Regions from separate parts of the Mus musculus genome. Here region 2 is linked to region 1. Evidence: chromatin contacts called from public Hi-C data. All regions are on one chromosome and are shown on one strand. Each heading gives the region's core, a stretch centred on a gene start, on an enhancer-like site or on the middle of the called end of the contact. The rest is flanking DNA. Distances are from core to core; before and after follow the strand shown. Region 1 holds the start of Parp10 (poly (ADP-ribose) polymerase family, member 10). Region 2 overlaps Mroh1 (maestro heat-like repeat family member 1).

The links. A called contact is a pair of places that touch in the nucleus more often than the background predicts.
Region 2: a Hi-C map of the STO cell line shows a contact between it and region 1, with 2.3 times the contacts expected there. The contact joins the enhancer-like site here to the promoter of Parp10 in region 1. A contact is called at or near these places in 8 of 39 promoter capture datasets (the 3T3-L1 cell line, the HPC-7 cell line, HPC-7-derived erythroid cells and 4 more), 1 of 484 Hi-C or Micro-C datasets (the STO cell line) and 2 of 9 other capture datasets (adipose tissue and liver).

What each region holds. Positions count from the first base shown.
Region 1 is chr15:76,241,341-76,245,412 of GRCm38.p6, forward strand. It overlaps Parp10 (poly (ADP-ribose) polymerase family, member 10), which reads right to left and starts at 2,100. Exons shown (of 11, transcript NM_001163575.1): 1 at 2,007-2,100; 2 at 1,724-1,902; 3 at 1,392-1,646; 4 at 1,063-1,299; 5 at 318-982; 6 at 1-207. The coding sequence starts at 1,895.
Region 2 is chr15:76,407,854-76,411,925 of GRCm38.p6, forward strand. It overlaps Mroh1 (maestro heat-like repeat family member 1), which reads left to right. Exons shown (of 44, transcript NM_175457.4): 8 at 39-190; 9 at 535-675; 10 at 1,030-1,122. Among named protein-coding and RNA genes, the nearest start is that of Mir6954, 23 kb to the right of the region's middle. Within about 2 kb of position 2,413, at least 1 of the 459 cell types and tissues checked has an H3K27ac peak or open chromatin away from gene starts, as enhancers often do. A contact at or near this core is called in the STO cell line, where this site is marked.

The sequences.
Region 1 (4,072 bases), core at 850-3,349:
GTCCAGGGTGGCGCTGGCCAGATGTTCTGTCCCGAAGACACACTGGAACTGAGCCTCCAGTCTGTGAAGAAGGTGCTGCCCCTCCACACCCAGCAGGAACCTGGCACTGCCCGGGTGCTTCATGTTCAGCGTGTGACAGCTAATGCTGCCCAGCAGACTCTGAAGCAACTCTTGGGCTGCCTGGCAGGGGGCCCTGGCTCCACACAGCTGCGGGACCAGAAGGAGGGCAGCTTATGGGTTCAGAGCACAGGAAAGGTACCTGGGTCCCAGTAAGAGAAGAGGCAAAGTTGAGGGGATCCTGAGGGGGGGTCACTCACCCGAAAGCCAGTCACATCCGTTCCTTCAAGTGGGAAAAGGGCAACATCTTCTAGGCTGGCGAGGAGGTCCTCATAATAAAGCTGCAGGTAGCGCACAGCTCCTGGTTCCACTGACATCACCATTTCCACCAGGCCCTCTTGCTTCTGCATCTCCCCATACCCAGGGCTCTCCAGCCCAGTCTCTACAGACTCCATGGCTGTCCCCACTAGACCCATTAGCCCCTCTTGCCCTGTGGCAACTTCCCCCAGGCCCTCCTGCTCCTGAACACCCACTGAGTCTGAGGCCATGGGTCCTACTTGCTCTGGGAGCTCTGTAGAGCTCTCTACTGGATCGACTGGGCTTGTAGACCCCATACTCCCCTGGATCCTAATTGATCCCGAGTCAACTGGCAGGGCTTGTCCTGGAGCTCCTACAGGACCTGCCCTTAGAAGGGTTCCTAATTGTTGTGGTGCCTCCCCAGAGCCCACAGCCATGGTCAGAGCCCCGGCCAGTCCTCCAGTTCCTGTAGGCGCATGACCAATGACTCCAGATTCTTGAGTAGCTGAATGGTCCCTGCCACTGACGCCCTCAGCGAGCGCTTCTGGCTCTAAGACATCATAGTGAGGGACAAGGCTCAACTCAATGCCCTGTAGCCAGTGTTTCTGCTTCAGCACCCGTTCAGCCACTGGAGGGAGAGAGAAGACAGAAAGCACACTGAGTCTCTAGCGTAGAGGAAGGGTCCTCCTAATTTCAGACACCACTTACCCTGCCATTGCTGAAAGGAAATAACAGTGCCTAGCTGCCCAGGCAGGCTGCGCAGACCCTCCAGGGGTCCGCCACCACTGCGACGCTCATTTTCCAGGTAGAGCTCCAACAATAACAGGTCCACAGGAGAAGCACTGTCCACCACACGTACTGCTCGGGTCTGGGGCACCCAGGCCAAGGACACAGTGGCTCCATTCAGGGGCAGATTCCGGGCCTGTTCTGCCAGGGCACTGACCTCTGTGGGCAGTATATGAATCAACTCGGGCACCCTCCTTAACTAGAAGCTATGCCGCCCCCCCCACCAGCCCTGCCTCTCACGTGCCTCTTACCTGCCTCAGAAAGGGGCGTGGATAACTGGACCAGGGCACAGTCCTGCCGAGGACTGGCCAGGGCATGGCAAGTCTGCACGGGGTGTCCTGCAGCACCCAGCAAGGCCTGAACATGTTGCTCCAGACTCAGAGGTGAAGTGCCAGGTGGCAGGTGTTGGAGAAGCACACGTTCTGGGGCACGCGGTGGGGCTGGCCTCAGGCTCAGTCGGACACCATGTAGTCGGTGCTCTGCCTGGGCTAAGACCCTCTTTGCATCTGTGAGCAGAGATGAAAGTGTCAGAGATGGCAACGCTTCAGGGCACCCAGGCAACCTCTTGATTCAACCTCCTCACCTGCAGGATCTTGAAAGATGAGGACACCCCCACAGCCAAGTCTCTGCCAGCTCAATAGAAGTCCTCCACCCGAGCGACGGTGGTTTTCAAAGTACAGAGTAATGAGCTCATCTGGTATTTCTGGGGGCAGTCCCCGGAGCTCCAAGGCTGCCCCTGCCTCCACCTCTGCCATCAGAGTCCTGGGCGGCAACACATGGGAGGAGAAGAGGACCACTCACTTCCCCTGTCCAGTCCTCTCTCCCACGCTCTCAGCTGCTCCCCAGCACCCCATATTTACACTCACCCCTGCTGTCTCAGGCCAGTGTCTCAGGCCAGTCAGTTATGCCTGCTGTCCTTCCCAGGCAGAAGGCCTAAGGTAGGAAAACAAAAGTGAAACTGACTGGGGACAGGAAAGAGGGAGGAGCTAAGCCAGAGGCTGTAAGTAGTTCAGGAACTTCCTCTCCTGCTCTAGCCTTAATCCTCAGTCCACAAGGAACTTCTAAGGACCTTTCTGCCGAACCACCCACTAGCCTCTTAGCTAGTGGGGTAGACCAGATGTCTCCTAGACTTTCTCTTCTTCTTTGGCTTCTCTTTGTGGCTAATCACCCTTCCTATGGGATGCTTGAGATACAGTCACACTGTCAACCCCCCACCCCAAGAATCTCTAGGCTTCTGTGCCCTGGGTCCCAGACATGAGCAGCGCTGATCTTAGAGGCTGGCCCCTGGCTGGGTCCGGCTCTTAGAAACCGTCAAACCCAGAGGATAATCAGCCTTGCTTCTAAATGCTAAGGGTGAGCAGTTCCACCCTTCGCCCCCCAAAATCTCAAACCCAGAGACGAATTTTCTGGTCCCTGGGTCTCATATGATAGAGAACTGATTCCTGCAAGTTGTCTGTCTTCCATGTGTGTGCCACAGCATGGCGGGTGCACGCATAAACAAACAAAGGTGACTGTTTAAAAGCCTAATGCTCAGATCATAACACAGCTTTTCCCTTGTGATTCCCTTCAGCCCACATCTGCCTAGTCCTTCTTTCTATGCTCCTTGCTCATCACCATTGCCCGCGATGTAGCCACTGTGCTGACATGCCTTTCTGCTGTTCATCCTTCCACAGAAGGGGAGCCGGAATCACAGACAGGACCCAGAGGGCCTCGCCTCACACCTAAGCTTTGCCATTATTATTATTATTATTATTATTATTATTATTATTATTGATACCGGGTATCACTCGGTAGCCCAGACTGCCTGAAACTCAGTGTGCAGGCCGGACTGGTTTTGAACTAGAAAGGATTCTTCTGTCATTCTCAGTCCTGAATGGTGGAGATATAGGTGTGGACAAGCATGCCCAGATTGGAGGCTGTGCCTTGAGAAGTCACTTTCCTGTCCGCCCCCATAGCTTGCTTGTTTCTTTCATCTCCAGAGCTGCTGCTCTCTACCCACACCTTCCAGTCAGGCCAGCTCGACCTCTGCTGTTCTTCCAAAGGATCATGGGGTTTTGCCCAGTCTATATGTCTAACCCTGTAGTCCTTGAATCTCCATGACCTCCCCCACAATCGAGAGCCTCCAAGACTTCTTGAAGGACCATGCTACCCTTTTTCCTTCTCTGCCACCCCCACTGTGGCTCCTCCACAGAGGTGACAGGGGACCAGCGGCTGCTACAAATCCCAGGAGCCAATGACAGTGAAAGCTAAAGTCTAATTGTCCCCAGTTCCTATCCCTCTAATCCCTTTTCATACAACACACCTGGGTGTTTATTTGGCTCCAACCTCCCAGGTCTCAGCTCTTGCCTAAACCAGTATCCCTGGACCATCTCTAACTTCAAATGACCTAGCCTTCCCCACAGAGCCACATGGGGCTATCCCTTCTCCGTAATTTCCCTCACCCAGCCCTTAGTGAGATCTTTAACATGGAGCTAAAACCTTAAACGACCTCTGAGTTGTCCAAGCTCCTTCTGAGGCCCTATAGTCAACTTTGTGCTTGTTTTACTTTTATTAAAGGGCCCACTAATTATATGAGAGTCTGCTTCTACAAAAGCCTGTCTCATCTATTCTATGCTTTCTTCTTACAGGACTTAACCACCCTCTATCACACTGTACTTTACTTAGAGGGCTTGCCACAGGCGCAGATGCAAGAGAACAGTTCATGTCACTGCCATTGTTAAATCCTCAGGAATTTCTGTGAACTGGATGTAAAACCCTTACTGTCTTCTCTGCTAGTTAGTTTTAACATCAACTTGATACCTAGGATCATCTGGAAAGACAGCCTGAGAGTGGAATTGTCTAAAACATCTTGGTCGGTGGGCATGTCTAGGAGGGATTTTCTGGTTAACTGAGGGTGGGCTATCCACCCTGAATGTGTGTAGCACCATGTCTC
Region 2 (4,072 bases), core at 1,163-3,662, 170 kb after region 1:
GTGATTCCTGTCAGTTGCTCACTGTGGGGCGTTCACAGCTCTCCAGCACTTCAGCGAAAGCATCTTGGAATACCTGGCCAACCTGGACCAGGCCCCAGACCCCACAGTGAGGAAGGACACCTTTGGGGCTGACATCTTTGGCGCCTATGATGTTCTCTTCCACCACTGGCTGCAGAGCCGAGATGCCAAGGTACAGCTGTGACCCATCAGAGCCCTCCTTCTGCCTTTGCCCTTTGCCCTTTTCTCTCTTCCTGGGTGGTCCTAAGGGGAGAAGGGGACCCAAGTTCCCTGCCCATGATCAGTGTTTAGGAGGTGATGAAGAGCCCCTACATCCAACCAGAGTCAACCTGTTTCTAAAGCTTGGTCTTGAGTCCTGGTCACTGTAGGTCCCTGTGGCACCCATTCTGCCCTGAGACTGTGTCCTGCTGGCCAGCGTCTGGCCTCTTGCCATAGTTGCCGCATAGATGCCCTGGCAACCGTAGACATAGGGCTCAGGGCAGGGAGTAGACAGGGAGGCGTTTGCTGTCCTTTCAGCTCCGGCTTGCCGTGGTGGCGGCTCTGGGTCCCATGAGCCACCTGCTTCCCAGTGAGAGGCTGGAAGAACAGCTCCCTAAGCTCCTCCCTGCAGTCCTCGGCCTCTACAAGAAGCATGCGGAGGCCTTTCAGATATCGAAGGTATTTATAGGGCGGGAGGGCACAGCAACACCAGGACCCCTCTGATCAGACCCTGCCTGCGGAAGCAGCCCTAACTTAAAATATTGTGTTGGGTTACTATGTTGCTTATGGGTTATCTCTCTACCATGCACTGGATGGGAGCCTGAGGACCTGCCCTCTCCCTTCCATAGTGACCTGTGACCCAGAAAACACATTGCTTAATGTGCTCCCCAAATTCTGGAGGAGGGGAAGGTATAGCTTCCTTGTTGGGGTCTTAAAGGGTGTTAGTGCTCTCCTGGACGTCATCCTAGGGCTGCACTTCCTTCATGGGGGGCAGGAGGTGGACTGAAGCCATCTCCTCCCTGTCTTGAATAGAGCCTGGGCCAGATTCTCGAGGCAGCTGTGAACGTGAGCAGCCGTACCCTGGAGGTTCAGCTTGATGCCCTCCTGGTGGCTCTTCATGCTCAGGTAGGCTGGAGAGGAGTGCCTGGGGTGGCGGACCTGGTGGGGATGGACTCTTCAAAGTGAACTGCCCAGCGGGAGCACGGAAGCGTGATTGGGAGTAGGTGCTTCAACCACACAGCTGTGAGCGGGCTTCTGAGCACCACGTGAGCGTGGCCCCCAGGCATGAGGCTTCATCTGTGCAATGTCGCGTACTGGCTTCTTTTCTATTGCTGTGACAAAATACTATGACACCTTGTAAAAGAAAGTGTTTGATTGGACTTAAAGTTTCAGAGCAAGTCCATGATGGTGGGCAAGGGCGTGGTGACAGGAACAGCTGGGAGCTCACACGGTGCTCTACAAGGAGGAGGCTGTATAAGTCAGGGTTCTCTATAAAGAATCAGAACTGTTAGCATGTACGCATGCATGCATGCATGCATGCATGTGTGTGTGTCTGTCTGTCTTAGCATGGCTGTGTGATCCAAGGAGTCCAACACTGTCTGGGTCCTGACAGAAAGGCCAGGATCCAGCAGTTGCTCAGTCCATGAGACTGGGAGTTCCAGTCTGATGCTAGAGTCCGTCCCAAGGAAGTGCTAGAGAGTTGCCAGTCTTCAGCCGAGGCTGTAATTTTGGAAAAAAACAAAAAACAAAAAACAAAACCAAAACAAAAACTATACATTATCTTGGGTTGTAAAAGCTGAGGATGGGAAATCCAAGATGGTAAGGTTGGTTACACTGTTCTCTTAAACAGGCTGAGTATAGTTGGTTGAACAGTGTTTAGCTTTGGTTTGGCTTTGTAGTGAGTGTGACTGTTTAAAACATTGTTTAAGATTTATATATTTGGTTTTATGTTTATGAGTGTTTTGCCTGCATGTATGTCCATGTACCAGGTATGTACCCGTTGTGGCCAGAAGAGGGCGTTGACTCACACAAGAGGGCGTCTAGTTGAACTCTTCAACTAGTTGTAAGCCACTGTTTGGGTGCTAGGCAGCTTTTGTATCCCTCAGCATTTGATAGAAGCCGGTTACAGCCTCTAACGTTGCAGCTCTCACTCTGGCCTCGAGTAGCAGGAATTACCTGGAGCCAGTGTTACAGCTCCTGGGCCTGGGGAGGGAAAGACTTTAGGCCCTAAAGGCTAGCCAGCTCCCTAGATCCAGTGCACGCAGTCGCTCTCCTGTGGCTCTTCTGGTCTTCTGTCTCAGCTCTGCCCTCCCTGCTAGAGCTGGCGGTCTTGCTCCGGCTCTGTCCCTCTGTCAGCCGTTGAGCTGTTGTCCGCAGCTGTAAGCAGCCAGCTGCCTGGGCAGCTTGAACTCGGCCACTGATGCTGTGGCTTTGCTGCTTCTGCCCTTGTTGCCGAAATACGTTCTCTGCTATGGCTTCCTGTCTCATTGGCCCTATTTCTAAAAGCAAGCCAGAAAAGATCACTTGAGGGAAGCCTTGTATTGGACCCCCATGTTACACAGAGCATTTGGGTGCCTCTCAGCTGACTCACCAAATGACTCAAGCATCTCACTTATCTATGTAATATCGCCAGAAGAGAGGTGTTTAAACCAATCACAGCCAAGTTCCCTTGCAAATAAAAGCTTACGTTCATAGGAGCCACACAGCCTTGGCCCTTTAGCACCTGTCCAGCACTTGCTCTCCGGTAGGCCATCAGAAGACGTTCCCTCTCTAACCCAGGTAGAAGTGGCTACAGGATCATTAGCGTTCTCTAAGCCTTGTTATAACAAAAAGTCCAGTGTAAGCTTTGAAATAGTTCTGACATAGTCTGTAGCTTCAAGAACCAGAGCAAGCAACCAGAGTATGTAGTTCCCTCATGGTGTCTGTGGAGGGTTCATAAGGGTAGGTAGGATGTCTGGCTGTTTGGCTGACAGTCATTTTTACAGCAGGGGAGAATCTGAAAGTTGCCAGTTAGGGAATCAGACTGCCCCATGCTCCAACATCAGGGAGTCCTACAGTAACAACTTACACCACTGGGCTCGTGAGCTGGCTCCATGGGTAAAGGCGCTTGCCACTCACACTGGAACCCCACATAAAGGTAGAAGAGCTGACTCCATTGAGGTGTTCTCTGGTCTCTGCCTGGGTACCATCGCACATGCCCCCCTACACACACACACACACACACACACACACACACACACACACAAATAATGATAGTAAGTGAATATTCTTTATAAAAAGAACTTATGGAGCCTGCTGGTGGTGGCACGCGCCTTTAGTCCTAGCACTTGGGAGGAGGCAGAGACAGGCAGATCTCTCTGAGTTTGAGGTCAGTCTGGTCTACAGAGCAACTTGCAGGACAGCCCAGGCTCCACAGAGAAACCATGTCTTGAAAAACCAAAAAATAAAAAAATAAAGAAAAAGAACTTACTGGTGCTGGAGGCTGGAGAGACAGCAGTTTAACTTACCTGCTGCTCTTCCACAGGACCCAAGCCAAGTTCAGTTTCTAGCACCCATATGTTGCCTCAGGACCTGTGACTCCAGAAGATCCAATACATACATTTGGTATACACACACACACACACACACACACACACACACACACACACTCACGGGCAAAATAAAACTCATATAAGTAAAATAAATCTTGTTTTGTTTTTGTTTTTCAGGACAGGGTTTCTCTGTGTAGTCCTGGCTGTCCTGGAACTCACCGTGTAGACCAGAAGGCTGGCCTCAGACCGGGATCAAAGGCATGTGACAAAGTTACAGGCTGAAAATGAGGAAATCTTTAAAAAAGAACTTACTAGGCTGAGAGTAGTGGCACATGCCTTTAATCCCAGCATTTGGGAGACAGAGGCAGACAGATCTCTGTCAATTTGAGGCCAGTCTGATCTACATAGTGAGTTCCAGGATAGCAAGGGTTATATAGAAAGAATTAGTCTCAAAAAGCAAACCAAAATGAAGAGGCTGGAGAGATGGCTCAGTGGTTAAGAGCACTGACTGCTCTTCTAGAGGTCCTGAGTTCAATTCCCAGCAA